2 separate regions of the Macaca mulatta genome follow, and region 2 is linked to region 1. A link is a contact called in public Hi-C data. All regions are on one chromosome and are shown on one strand. Each heading gives the region's core, a stretch centred on a gene start, on an enhancer-like site or on the middle of the called end of the contact. The rest is flanking DNA. Distances are from core to core; before and after follow the strand shown.

Evidence for each region. A called contact is a pair of places that touch in the nucleus more often than the background predicts.
Region 2: a Hi-C map of fetal cortical plate shows a contact between it and region 1, with 4 times the contacts expected there. The contact joins two enhancer-like sites. A contact is called at or near these places in 2 of 14 Hi-C or Micro-C datasets (fetal cortex germinal zone and fetal cortical plate).

The regions. Positions count from the first base shown.
Region 1 is chr12:66,032,530-66,036,503 of T2T-MMU8v2.0, reverse strand. It overlaps TANK (TRAF family member associated NFKB activator), which reads right to left. Exons shown (of 7, transcript NM_001257543.1): 4 at 1,600-1,676; 5 at 850-965. LOC144333388 (a long non-coding RNA gene) reads left to right here. Exons shown (of 4, transcript XR_013402007.1): 4 at 2,109-2,333. Among named protein-coding and RNA genes, the nearest start is that of TANK, 45 kb to the right of the region's middle. Within about 2 kb of position 2,258, at least 7 of the 40 cell types and tissues checked have an H3K27ac peak or open chromatin away from gene starts, as enhancers often do. A contact at or near this core is called in fetal cortical plate, where this site is marked.
Region 2 is chr12:67,151,139-67,155,112 of T2T-MMU8v2.0, reverse strand. All of the region lies in intron 3 of IFIH1 (interferon induced with helicase C domain 1), which reads left to right. Among named protein-coding and RNA genes, the nearest start is that of IFIH1, 17 kb to the left of the region's middle. Within about 2 kb of position 1,807, at least 2 of the 40 cell types and tissues checked have an H3K27ac peak or open chromatin away from gene starts, as enhancers often do. A contact at or near this core is called in fetal cortical plate, where this site is marked.

The DNA.
Region 1 (3,974 bases), core at 1,009-3,508:
TGTTTGGTTGCCAGACCTAATCCCTTGTATTTTGCTATTCATATAGAACTACTGAAGCAAATACCAGGAAGCCAGTCTGGGGTTTTAGGAAAGGGTGGAGCATTTATAAAACATACTATAACACATGTGTAAAACAAACGTTCCTTCTAAGTTGTATTTTATACTAAATGTATATTTTGTGCATTAAACAGGACTAGCACTCAGGAAATTTGAGTGTCACATTTTTATTCTTGAACCAAATGAGTTCAAAGAATTCTTGAGCCCAGGAGTTCAAGGCTGTAGTGCACCATCACGCCTATGAATAGCCACTGTACTCCAGTCTGGACAACATAGCAAGATCCTGTGTTTAATTAAAAAAAAGAAAAAAAAACCAGAAAAAAACATCTATCCATAGTGTATGTAATGAACTTTCAGGCAGAACTTACAAACAAACCTGATGTTATAATTTTACTTAGCTCATATAATATGGTAGTATGGCTTCAAGGTCGCTTATTCACATAAGAGTTAATGTTTAATAAGTCCCCCAAACAACAACTGAAAACTTTCAGGGATATAGTCAATATTTATTTTGTATTTTTTAAGGTGGGATTTCTCATTAAGATAATTAGTAATTATGTCTTTCAATTCAATCTATATAGTACCATATACAACAAAGAAAAAAAAACCAACAAATACATATGTAATGCACTACAGAACTTACACAGCATGTACACATTCAAATATACGTGGATGAGGGGTAAATTACAGATGCTACACAATTAATAGGCATTCAGGAATATTTTCACATTCAAAAAGAAATCAATTTCAATCAATCAAATCAATATTACTGTAAATTAAATTAAATCTTACCAGTTGCAGTGTCTGGTATATTAAGTTTGCTTAAGTGGTCTTTCTGTGCTTTTGCTAGCATGCATATTCTATGAAATTCTTCTTTCAGATCCCAGAAAGTCTTCTCTATACTACCCCTAAAAAATAAAAATCAACATTTTAAAATGTAAAGCTATAATTTCCAAGTTTTTAAAATAATCAAACTTATGTAGTACCATTTTATGTGCCACAAAATATTTAAAAGTTAAAAAAAAATTTTTAATTCCTAGACAATATCCCAAAAACCAGCTTGTGTTTGTAGAGGGCCAGGCACCAAGTAAGTGATAAATTAAAAGTTTTAATACATAAATATAGTATAGTCTAGCATATCTACTTATTCATATATACACTAATGCTGGCTGTCTTATTCTCACATTAGAAATTTCAATGCATTGACTTTTGTTCTCTGCAAACATCTTAAATAGAATATTAAATATTCCTCATTTTGGTAAAGTTCACATTAGGATCCATCCATATAAAGAAATATGGCCTTAACACTTGGTTTATTGAAATAGTAGAGCTTTAGAGAATTCAAGTTTTAGATCCAGCTCTGCTATTAACTGCATGACTTGTTTAGGTCATTTTTAACATGTAGGACTCTGGGGATGGTTACTTCCACTTATTCTAAAAGGCTATTTTTTTGCAATTGTTAAAGCTTAAAAATATATATATAAAATATATTTCAGTATTGAAAATTTTTAAGAGTTGGCAAAAAAAAGGATGTAGAACTACCTTTCATGGAGCAAAGGACTGCCAAGACTCCTTGCTGAAGTTTCTTTTCTAGGAGAAGAAACCTCTTGTCTTCTTACCTTAAAGATACAAAATGATTACTATTACTACTTTAAATTGCTTCCAAATTCAAATGAGATCAAGTAAAAAGAAAACACAAAGGAAAACTTATTTACCTTCCCTATTGAAAAATAACTTGAGACAGCTTATAGACCTATATGTAATATACAATTGATTTTTTTCTTTAAATGAGAAAAATCAATGAAAAAGGAAAATGAAGAAGGAAAGTCTGAAGAGATGAAATATTTCTGGCAACTTCAATTACTATTTCCGGTACTGGTAATTTAAGAAATTTCTCAAATTCAACTATTGATCAAAATTGCTGCTCTGTTCACCAAGCACTTCATATGCCCAGAAACTTAGGGGGAAATAAAATGTATGTGTTTACTTCTTTTGATATTCAGTAAAAATGGCCTATATATTTAAATTAATGTGTTTGTCTTGTGTTATAGATTCTTTGCTGAAGAATGCAGCTGTATTAAAGGCAGAAAGAAAACCAAGCTACAGCTCCTTATAATTCAACAAGCATTTAAAAGGTTTATAAAATGGTGCAATTATGTATTTAAGCTGCTTCAACACAAGTTCTTGCCTTTCACTCCCACCCTGTGGCTTACACTGGTATTACATCTATTCTGACATTTAAAAATCAACATTAAAGAACATGTTGTAATAATGTATTCTATGTCTTAAATATTTAAAAAATTTTACACCATACCTAGAAAGTGTTGTGTACTTTCTAAAGCTTATAAACTGACAAGTCCAGAGATCTGAAGAATCCTAATACCGAATCATAAGTTATAATTCATCCAAAATTGTATAGTTAAATTTCAAATCCAAACCAGTGGATATCTATCTTTAGTGACATTTAGATTTTATTTAATTAAGGTCATTGTAGCTATTATAAATGGAAGACTTTACTTCATTGTGTCTTATCACTTAAGTACCTCACTCTTGCTTTTCAAAATATTTCTTTCAATTTCTTCAGTCTTATTTGTTCTCTAAGACAAAGACTTGATTTCAGTTTGTTTTTCTTAAAATTAGTATCTTCTTCAATTTATTTCCCAGTTTTTTCTAAATAAATACTTTAAATATATATAGAGTATTATTTTTATAGTATCTCAAAATTAGTAAAATAAAATCTTGCCAATACAAACAATTTGTGATTTTATACATTATACTGTCAGGCCAAAATAAAATAAAGATTATTTTGTTGCTGCATATCATGTGTTTGACAAACATTCAGGTCATATATTCTTCTGGATTAAAACTGCTGTACTGAGCTTTATAATGCAGTCACATCAGAAGATATTTTCACATTCACAGTTTTTTTTTAAAGTGGTAGACAAAGTTTTTCTATGGTGTTTTGTGCAGTAAGAACACTCAATGGATTTTAGTGTGGACTAGGAAGAAAGGCAACATTTTACAGCTAGCCAGCCAGTCAGAACACCACAAATATGAAACAAACTTTTCAAAGATTTTATCATTAAGTCTATATCAACAAAATCAGAGAAGAGGTATATTAGGAGAATACTTGGTCTGGCACAGTGGCTCATGCCTGTAATCCCAGCACTTTGGGAGACTGAGGTGGGTGGATCATGAGGTCAGGAGATTGAGACTATCCTGGCTAACACGGTGGAACCCCGTCTCTACTAAAAATACACAAAATTAGCCAGGCGTGGTGGCAGGTGCCTGTAGCCCCAGCTACTCAGGAGGCTGAGGCAGGAGAATGGCATGAACCTGGGAGGCGGAGCTTGCAGTGAGCTGAGATGGCGTCACTGCACTCCAGCCTGGGCAACAGCGTGAGACTGTCTCAGAAAAGAAGAAGAAGAAGAAAGAATACTTGTATTTGACAATTTAATATGGTCAAACAAACCATAAAATAAGTGATTAAATAGAATGACCTCCTTATAGTGAGCCAAGATTGTACCACTGCACTCCAGTCTGGGCGACATAGCAAGACTCTGTCTCAAAAAAAAAAAAAAAAAAAAAAAAAAAAAGAGTAATGCTCTGTAGTTTTAGGCTAAAACTGGAGATAGTTACAGAAAGTGGTAAAGATAGTGTTCTAAATTCCAAAGTCCTGACTTTGACATAAACTAGGACTGATTGCTTCTGAGATTAAAGAAGTATTAAAAACTAATGGGGATGAAGAGGACTGAAGGAAAAGATAAGAAAAAAATGGCAAACCTTTGTCTCACTTGGTAAATAATTGATGCTAAATTCTGTGATGTTTAGATTTGATAACTAATGTGGGTGAATTTATCAAGAAAAGATTCCTTGGGTGTATTGGCAGGAGGTGAAGGAGGACTCCTTAAGGAATT
Region 2 (3,974 bases), core at 558-3,057, 1.1 Mb before region 1:
CTCAAAAAAAAAAAAAAAAAGAAAAGAAATGGCTTCAGCCCCCATGGAACTTTCCACTGAGGGAGGTGTTGGCCCAGCAATAGTAACTGTATAACTACACTTGCAGTATGTGCCATGAAAGAATAGTACAGGGTATTAAAATATATAATAGTCTGAGAGCATGTAAGAGTATACAGTAAACCGCACAGTAATCCGAGGAACCATCCAATTCACAAACATCTTAACGGTCTTCTAGTCCTTAGATTCCTTATGGTATATGGATTTCGCATGTGGATTTGAGAGCAGGTTAGTTTAATCCATTCTGGCCCTTTCCAGAGCACTAGCAAAGGGTCACTTATTTATGAAAATGTAGCACTTTGCTTCAGACCTTTGCTTTAGAGACCGCTGCTGGCATTCCAAGTGTCTGTTTGTTTCCTTGTTATCTTCAGGACTAAGAATTACTGATATTAATAACTTATAAAGTACCATTAGTCCAGAGAAATTATTGGAGTTCTTTTGATTGAAGTTTTTCTTGCAGAATTTACTATGGAAGGGTTTTGCCTGCATAAGCATTTTCTGACAGAAGTAACAATCGAGGTAAATGTGGAGGTACTCCATAGCTTCTAATAGGCATTTGTGCAGTTTTGTTTTGTGTATCTTCTTGATATTGATAATGTTTAGTCTTTATTTTGAATTCCATTGTATTAGGTTAAAGTTTCAAATAGTTTCCAAGATAGCATTGAAAAAAACTTGTCCCTTAAGCTGCACACAGTCTGTAAATATGATTTTTACATGTGCAAAAAGACTCAAATTATTTGTAATTTTAAATTAAGATATTTATAATTATTATTTCTGAACCAGTTTCTCAAATATTTTCTCAGTGCATAGTAGTCTTAGTGCTATGCAAATGTTGTTAATTATTTATAGCTTTAATGCAAAGATTATGTGTGTGTGTGTGTGTAACACATCTGATGGATAAGACACACCACCATCAGTAACAGTGGCCCACCTTGAAACTAATTTTAAACACATATCTCTTTGGCACTAGAGGTCATATCAGAGTTCTCTAGTGGATTGTTCTAGAGAGTGATTTCGTCATATCTCCAAACTTGGGGGTTGATATGTGTCCTTTTTCCTCCTCCCACCTCTGTTTACAATCAATTGCTTCTCATTACAAAAGTGGTTAGTAATTAAGATATATCAATTTTTTCATTTGCCCTTTTCCAAATTAACAAAATTTCTAAACAACATTTGAACAGTTCTCAGACTATCAATGGGAATTTAATGCTGGATGCTATAGTTCTGCTTTCTGAAGTCACTGGTCGTCTTATAACAAGAAGATAACTGCAAAACTTTGGTGTTTCTCTAGACCAGATTTCCCTAGGAAACATCAGAGGGACACAAAGCCTGCTTTCATTTTCTATTAAAAGCATTTTAATTATAGCAAATAATTGACTGGATTATTTGACCTCTATAAGTTTACAGTAAAATTAGTTGTGCAATCAGTCTTTAATTGTCTGCTACTGTTGCTTTGTCAAAACAAGTGAGTAGTTACTTCACATTAACCTTTTTTCATTATACTATTTTAGGAATTAATGCATTACAATAAAATCAAAGAAAATTAAGTGACATTTAAAACTAAATTAACTTTATTGCATTTGATATAAACTTTTATGCAGAGTGGAGCAGAAAATCCCCCTAAACTTCTTTAATCATTGTGTTAGAGCTGCCCTATTGTGAAAACTAGAAAATGCAAATGCCTCAGATTGGTCAGCAGAGGGCGCCTTTACATTTATAAAGCCAATGGAATTTCACTGTTTCAGCGTGAAAGATTATAATGTAACTGTAGAGTGTGCCATGTGTGAATATACAGTGCGCATGACTGTGATTGCATGTGTGTATTTTGATTTATATATTCGTTCACGTGAAGATTTTAAAATTCCACCCCAGCTAATGAGCTTACCAACCTGCTTGTTTTCAGACTTTAATACCTTCTTTCTCATATTTCCCCATATGTTCCACTCCTTAGGTTTATCCGGTGACATTATGCTTTGGAATATATTGTGGATATATTTTGCATAGATCATGTTCTGTAGGAGGGGTTTAAAAATTGACCTTTATAAAACAGCCTTCTTCTCCCTGGCCCAATCTGTTATAGCACTTTTTTTTGTTGTTGTTTTGTTTTGCCTTTTTATAGACCGAAGTCCAATCTTAGATTTGGTCTATACTAATTTCTGTAAAAGTGCCACAAAATTTATCCTTGCACTTGAGGACCAGAATAATGTTCTGTAGCACTAACCTCTAGAAATCTAGAGATTTTTAGAATCTCTAGAAATAAAACCATAGCATTTGAAACCTAAGTGGAAAAAAATAATTGATACAGTAGTTTACAATAAGACTGTTTCAGAATCACTCATGCTATATCAGAACTGGTTTGAAGTAAGATAGCACACTCCTTTACTTTTTTATTATTCTAAATTTAGTTATCATTGATTATTGAGAACTAGCAGTACTACTGAGGCAATCCAAAAGACAGATATTAATTTGAGCTGAGAGAAAGAGAGGGATGCTGATGCTGATACTGATATTGGTACTTGTTAAAGGATTATGTAAGTTTGTGTTTTATTTGCAACCTAGCATGAGGTATCTGGGTCAGTTATATGGCTTACAGTTGCATAATAGTTCTAGGAGGATTACCATTCATACCTCAGGAATGGGGACATAGATATTATGACAGAAAGACAGAAAGAAATCTCCCTAGTGTGCAGTTAATACGTGTTGGATTTATTTTCATGATACCCGTTTATGACTACAAACGTAAAGCTTTTTTTTTAGCAGAGTTTTAACAAAAGCAGTGATTTTAATTTAGACCATCAGATCTTCCCTTCACAATTTTAGGATGCGAATTAAGTCAGAAGCCAGAGAAATAGGAAGAAGGAGGTGAGTTGGTCAGATAATATAGTCTCATTGAGAGAACCAAGCACTGAGGAATTGCTCAAAAAGTTTATACTCTAATGCAGGAAAGCAAGTGACATGCCTCCACAAAGAAACCGTAATCTAGCCATGGTAAAAGAGATGCAAGATCTGTATTACAGGATGAAGAGACAAGATCTGTGAAAGAAGGAAGACTGATGAGAAAGCTTACCAGATGAGGCATATCAGATATTTCATCTGAGCCTTGAGAGCACTATGCTGGATTTGTAAACAGAGGCAGCAGGCAACATTTCAGGTTTCAGAAACATCATGAGCAAAAGCACAGGCACAAGAAAGCTCAAAATGTGTTCAGAGGAACAGTTTGATGAGAGAGAGCATTTGTGGAGAGGGCAGTAGGATTTAAGACTTCTAAGATCACTGGAAGTTAGTGAATTTCTCAGCAATTTTTACAATACTTTTCCTCACACACACACTTTTAAAAGTATACCATTAATCATTTGGATAATTATAAAATACCAGCACAATGTATGTGTGTACAAGCATCATCTTAGATGATGATTGTAGGGAAGTCCTTAGGTAGAGGAATATATCTAGCAGAATGCTGGAACTGGATCTTACTGGCTTGTAAGAGCCCAGCATGCACATCTCTTTCCAGCTCCACTCAGGATATCATGCTGGAAACTGGCCACAGTGCGAATATTTACACCATGGAAATTGACAAACCTTTTAAAAATCATATCTCCCTCCACCAAAGAGCCAGTTGTTGAACATTTACCTGGGCACCCTTAATGTAATCATATCTCCCTCCATCCTTTCATGTCTACTTAAATTTGCTTAACTCCTATAGCCTTTCCTGAAAGGTGCTTACCAGCCAAAGAGGTTTCTAATTCACATTCTACCTTGCCGTCTCCAAACCTTGTTATTGCCAAGATTTACTTCCCATGTGGTTATCTGGCTCCTCACTCTTAACTGACTCTACTCTAGGACTTTCTGCCTCCATTACTGACTGGCAGTGAATGAATGGGTCATTCTGGTGGGGGTTGTTATCCTTGAAACCTGTG